2 separate regions of the Rattus norvegicus genome follow, and region 1 is linked to region 2. Evidence: chromatin contacts called from public HiChIP or PLAC-seq data. All regions are on one chromosome and are shown on one strand. Each heading gives the region's core, a stretch centred on a gene start, on an enhancer-like site or on the middle of the called end of the contact. The rest is flanking DNA. Distances are from core to core; before and after follow the strand shown. Region 1 holds the start of Tbc1d10b (TBC1 domain family, member 10b). Region 2 holds the start of Aldoa (aldolase, fructose-bisphosphate A).

What was found. HiChIP or PLAC-seq counts read pairs in DNA pulled down with a chosen protein or histone mark.
Region 1: a contact with region 2 is called in an H3K27ac HiChIP or PLAC-seq map of oligodendrocytes, with 4 times the contacts expected there. The contact joins the promoter of Tbc1d10b here to the promoter of Aldoa in region 2. A contact is called at or near these places in 1 of 12 Hi-C or Micro-C datasets (psoas muscle) and 1 of 1 datasets of contacts at active chromatin or transcription factors (oligodendrocytes).

Annotation. Positions count from the first base shown.
Region 1 is chr1:191,255,691-191,258,390 of GRCr8, reverse strand. It overlaps Tbc1d10b (TBC1 domain family, member 10b), which reads left to right and starts at 1,263. Exons shown (of 9, transcript NM_001108921.1): 1 at 1,263-2,224. The coding sequence starts at 1,320. It also overlaps a transcript of Myl11 not described here.
Region 2 is chr1:190,836,382-190,839,081 of GRCr8, reverse strand. Aldoa (aldolase, fructose-bisphosphate A) reads left to right here and starts at 1,434. Exons shown (of 9, transcript NM_001177305.1): 1 at 1,434-1,474. It overlaps LOC103691235, which reads left to right. Exons shown (of 13, transcript NM_001419053.1): 4 at 485-977; 5 at 1,117-1,187. The coding sequence ends at 598.

The sequences.
Region 1 (2,700 bases), core at 14-2,513, 420 kb before region 2:
GAGTGAAGTAGGACTCAGAGGTATAAAGTTTCAGAAATTTCAGCGTTTGGGGGAGAAGTTCAGTTTATATATGAGAACTTTGAGAAACCTGGTCTAAGTTCCTGCCTGGAGTTCAGAGAGATGAGTCTTTTAGAGGACTGACCATAGTCTAACTAGACACATCGAGGTAGAGAGAACTGATGAGGGCACTGGGTTTGTGGTGCAGCTCAGGAGCTGAATGAACTGGGGGCCTTTTGGAAACCCAAGAAGGCCAGCACGGCACTCTTATTGGCCTGGAGCCGCACCGACACTCCAGGCCCTTTCTCAGTGATGTCCCCAGTTGTCACCTCTTCTCGCGCTTGTCTCTGGTTGTCACTGACTATTCTTGCTCTGGCACCGCCTGCTGGCAGCAACTCTGCCCCTCGAAGCTGAGAATGTTATCTATCTTCCTACCCTTATGCAAAGTGGAGAAAGACAGTCATTGGCTAACAAGTTAATCACAAATTAAGCCCGCCTCTCCCTAGTTGTCATTCTTTCCTGACCATCTCAGGAAGTCTAAGAATTCTTCGGCTCTTTCTATTGACTGTTGATGCTGTCATTACGGAAATAGACGTGACCGTCGGTCAATTTTACTGCCTAGCCCCCTTTTCATTGGTTCCCTTTTCACCATTTCCATTGGCTAACAAGTTCCTAGTCCCTGCCTCTTACTGCCCAGCACCAGTCTTATTCCCCGCCCTTCTGCGATCACTCACTCTTCAGATGTGTTTATTGGCCTGGAGGCTCAGAATCCCTCTTTTCTATTGCTTGTTTTCTTCGTCCTGCCTCCGCCTTCTTCATTTCCTCTTTCTAGAATACCGACCCTCTTCCCGCCTCTAATCCCTCCCACCCTTCCATCGATTGGTTGGAACTCAATTTTCTCTCTCCCTATTATCTGTCTTGGGCCTACGGAGGGGGCGGGAGGTAAAAAAAAAAAAAAAAAAAAAAAAAAAAGAGGGGCGCGGGAGGGCCTTCCCTCGCGCAGGCGTAGTTCGCCGAGACATCGGCGGCTCCTCAGCATCTGCGCAGGCGCGACGTCGGCAGCCGGCCCCTCGCAGGGAGGAGGCGGTGCGAGCGCGCGAGTAGGGTGAGAGGCCGGGAGACCCCTGCGCGAGCGCCGTCGACCCTTGCCCCGCCTGCGCGCGCCGCCCGCCGCCTGCCGCCCGGTCCCGCCCCGCCCCCGGCGCGCGCCGAGCCGCGCCCTTCGCCCTCTCTGCAGCCCGGGCGGGCTGCTCCGGGCGGCCTGAGGGGCGGCGCCTTCTGCGGCCTCCCCGGCGGGGGGATGTGAGGGGCGGCCCGCAGCTATGGAGACGGGCCCGGCGCCCCTTGTGGCCCCGCCGCGCCGTCACGGCGCCTCCGCTGCCCCTTCGCCTCCGCCCCGGGGTTCCCGGGCCGGGTCGGTCCTAGTGGTGGCACCAGGACCGCCAGTGACTACGGCCACTTCGGCCCCCGTCGACCTGGTGGTCCCCGGGGAGGCTCGGCCCGCCTGGGTCCCAGGATCGTTACAGACCTCGGCCTCGACACCCACGACAGCTACAGGCAGCACGGTAGAGCTAACCCTGGAGGCCTCACCCGAAGCCGCGAAGACGCAAGAGTTCCCCGCACCAGCGGCAGAGGCAGGAGCCGAGACGTCCGTGGCCTTGGTTTTGGGGACAGACACTCCAAAGACGGAAGAGGCTCGAGCCTCGCCTGTCCCAGGACCAGGGACCCCCACTCGGACCCCTTCCAGAACGGCGTCTGGAGCCCTGACTGCCAAACCCCCGCTTGCCCCCAAGCCGGGAACCACAGTGGCTTCAGGAGTGACTGCACGGGGTGGAGCAGGGCAGGTGGCAGGTGGACATGGAGCTGCTACATCAGCATCAGCAGGGCCGGTGCCTGAGGACCCTTCAGGGCCTGTCACAGGCCCTCCCGGGACGTGCGAGGCTTCGGCTCCGGTGGCTAGGGTGACAGTGACCCCAGCTCCGGAGACTACTGAAAACTTTCAAGACCTGGGTTCCACGTCCAGTCTAGGACCTGGCATCTCTGGGCCTCGAGGGCAGGCCCCGGACACCCTGAGCTACTTGGACTCCGTGAGCCTCATGTCTGGGACCTTGGAGTCCTTGACGGATGATGTGAGCTCCGTGGGTTCAGACTCGGAGATAAATGGGCTGGCCCTGCGCAAGACGGACAAGTATGGTTTCCTTGGGGGCAGCCAGTACTCAGGCAGCCTGTGAGTACACAGTGGGCACCCGTGGGGCTGCCTGTGGCCGCGGAGGTGGGGGCAGGGGAGGCGATGCACCTGGCCAGCCCTGACCCAGGGAGTCATTAGCAGGAGCTGCAGTGCTCAAAGCATCCTGGGGTTTCTGTGACTTCAGAGTTGAGGATCAGGGATCGAGGCAGTTATCTCGGTTTAAGCCTAGGCCGGTGTCCTTGAGCTAGTGGTGTCCCTGTTTCTGTGCCTCAGTTTCCTCTGAAGGAGGGGTTGAATGAAGTGGTACCTACTAAGCAGCTAAGATACCAGCTGCTTGGTCTAAAACTTTACTAAAAGGGCCAGACATTCTGGAAAGTTTCTTCCAGTAGAAATCTTAGGTCTCTGAGGCCAGACACCTTCAGAATAGCAGTCGGGGTATCAGTGGGCAATAGGCAGAATGGTGGGGTGAGGAATTCTGGTTGATGGAGGAGAGACCCTGAAGACAGGACTTTTGG
Region 2 (2,700 bases), core at 185-2,684:
GCCTGGGTTTCATGGTTCCAGACTATCCTGAGCTATAGAGAGAGAGCCTGTCTCACAAGGAAGGCTAAAGAGATCTTATAGATTGGTTTCATGCCAGCAAAGAAATCTAAAACCCAGAAATTATCTTCATGAGGATCAAAACATGTTAACATGTTTCCGGTTCTAACTTACTCTAAGGTGCAAGGGGCTCTGAGAGTAGGGTACACCATATATATAAGTCATTCTTTTTCTTCCCTTTGAGCCAGACACTGACATCCAAATTCTAGCCAGACTTAAAGCCAGTTTTTGACTGGTCCACTGTGCTCACCTGTAGGTCTCCCCTGAGACCTAGAGCTTGCATCTCGGAACACAGTGATAGAGTACTACACCACTGCTGATGTTCAACATGGAGGACTGCTTCATTTCCAGTGCTTTGTTTCTCTGTCCCTGGGCTGGTGGGTCCTTCTCAGCCCCTCTGCTTATCCCCCTCTCTCTTTTTCCTTAGGGTTGGGCCCCTCGATGCCCTCGATGCTGCCCATTGTGTGACTGTGCCTGTGCCTGCCAGCTCCCAGACTGCCAGAGCCTCAACTGCCTCTGTTTTGAGATCAAGCTCAGATGAAAGATGGAACTCGGGGTGTTGATCTTTGGGGAGTGGACAGCCTCCAGGAGCTCCTCTATAATGACCCTTAGGACACCACTACTAGGGCACTGGAGCTATGGATGGCAGGCCCAGCCTAACTACCTGGGAACCTTGAGTGGAGGGCTTGGTTCCCTGAAAGGCAGGATCCTGAGAGCCCTTGGACAGCTGAAAAGGGTCTGGTGTTCTGGCCAGTGCCCCAGCCTCTCCTCTCCTCCCTCCCGGGATAAACTATTGAGGGTGAGGATGCAGGACATTGCTCACCCAGGCAACAGTGTGGGAGGGCTCTGCCAACCTGGACTGTCAGGATAAAGGGATGGCCACCCACACCCTTCCTATAGACTCCTGGTTATTTTAAGAGGTGAGTATCCTGTCTGCCTCTGCTCTCCTTTAAAAAAAAAGTACAACCACCGGCAGACACGAGTCAAGGGAGGAGGGACCCAGCGGAGTCAGTGGGAGGCAGCATCTAGATGTTTTCCCTTCTTGTTCTGCCTTAACAGATCCCGGACCTGAGATTGATTTCTCGACGAAGGTCACTGTATTTCTAAGGAAGAGTTTCTTCTAAAGACCGGTGAGTGAACATTGGCACCTCCTCCTCTCCAAGCAAACCTAAGCTTCCTCTTCTTACCCCCCTAGGCAGGGATGAATGTCAGGGGCCTCAGGTTTCACTAAATATAGGTCCTTGCCGCGGGATTCGTGGTGGGGAAAGGGCAGAGGTTATGGAGAAGGTCCGGGGACACTGGTGCGGGGGTGCGTAGGGGAGGGGTGGAGAGTAGGAGCTGCCTTATAACCCAGCCCTGGGCCGCGGGGCTCACTCGCTGCTGACCAGGCTCTGCGGCTTCTTTCACTGCACCACAGGTGGGCCGCTAGCTGGATTGGAGGATGGGAATGGGGGTTGCGGATTCGGGCCTGGGGAACTGGATGCTCTGAAAGCAACAGGGTGATAGAGCTCCGAGACAGATTCTTTTTTTTTTTTTTTTTTTTTTTTTTGGAGAAGGAAATCAGGTTCGGGAAAGACCGGTCTGGCTGTCGGTCATTTCCTCAAACAGGGTGTGTTTAGCTCGCGGGTGGTGACTCCCGCCAATCTGCTAGGCAAGGCCAGGCTACGCCACTCGGTTGCGATGTGGTCCGCACACTAGTCCGGGGAGGATTTGCCTGCGTACCTTGCCAGCTGCGCCGCCCTCTCCCGTTCCCTATGCGTGCTCTGGATAGGAAGGGATCGAACGCGCCCTGCCCTTTAGCCAAGCGCCGAGGCAGGCAAGCTCGGAACTTCTGCGTTCTTTGTAGTGACGTCAGGCTGCAACTGCACAGGCCGGAAGCTAGGGGTCTAGGAGAAGAGGCCAGCCATCATTTCACTCTGAACCCCCCCCCGCCGGCCCCCCCAAACTCCTCGCCAATCCACATTCCGGCTGAGTCACGATGCTCGCGCGCGCGCGCCAGACAGGGACTGGGGGAGGGGGGCTAGGGCCTGGTGACCTGAGGGATGTGGCTCGAGTCACGTCCTAGCGGGGCGGAGGAGGGATCTAGTTCTAGCCGCTTGTCTCCTCCCCAGCGCCCCCTCCTATCGTAGCATCTTGGGGCGGTGCCGCGCACAATGCCCGCTTGCAATTGGACGGCTCGCGTCCCTGCAAGGGAAAAACCTGCAGAGGGCGGGGCGGCGCCTTTAAATGTCCGGGGCCCCGCCTCCCGTCCCCCCCACCCCAGCTGAATAGGCTGCGTTCTCTTGGAACGCGCCGCAGAACGAGGTTCTGGTGACCCTAGCCGCGTTCCCTCCTTAGTCCTTTCGCCTACCCACCCGCGTACCCGACAGACCCACCCCGTCCTGTGCCAGGTGAGCGCCCTTTCACACGTGATCGGGGAAGGGTCTATGGGGTTAGGATCTTGGGCCGGTGGCGGGCAGTGCGGAGCCGTCTTCCCCACGGTCCCTCACTTCTCCCTTCTCTACCCCCACACTTGCCCCCAGCCCGGATTCTCCGGCCTGCGCCTCGGCGGTTCGCTGCGCCACGCAGCAGCCCAGCGCGCTGAGTCATGCCGGAGGAGGAAGCAAGATGAGGTGGAAAAACAGACCCCTCTTTATTTTTCCA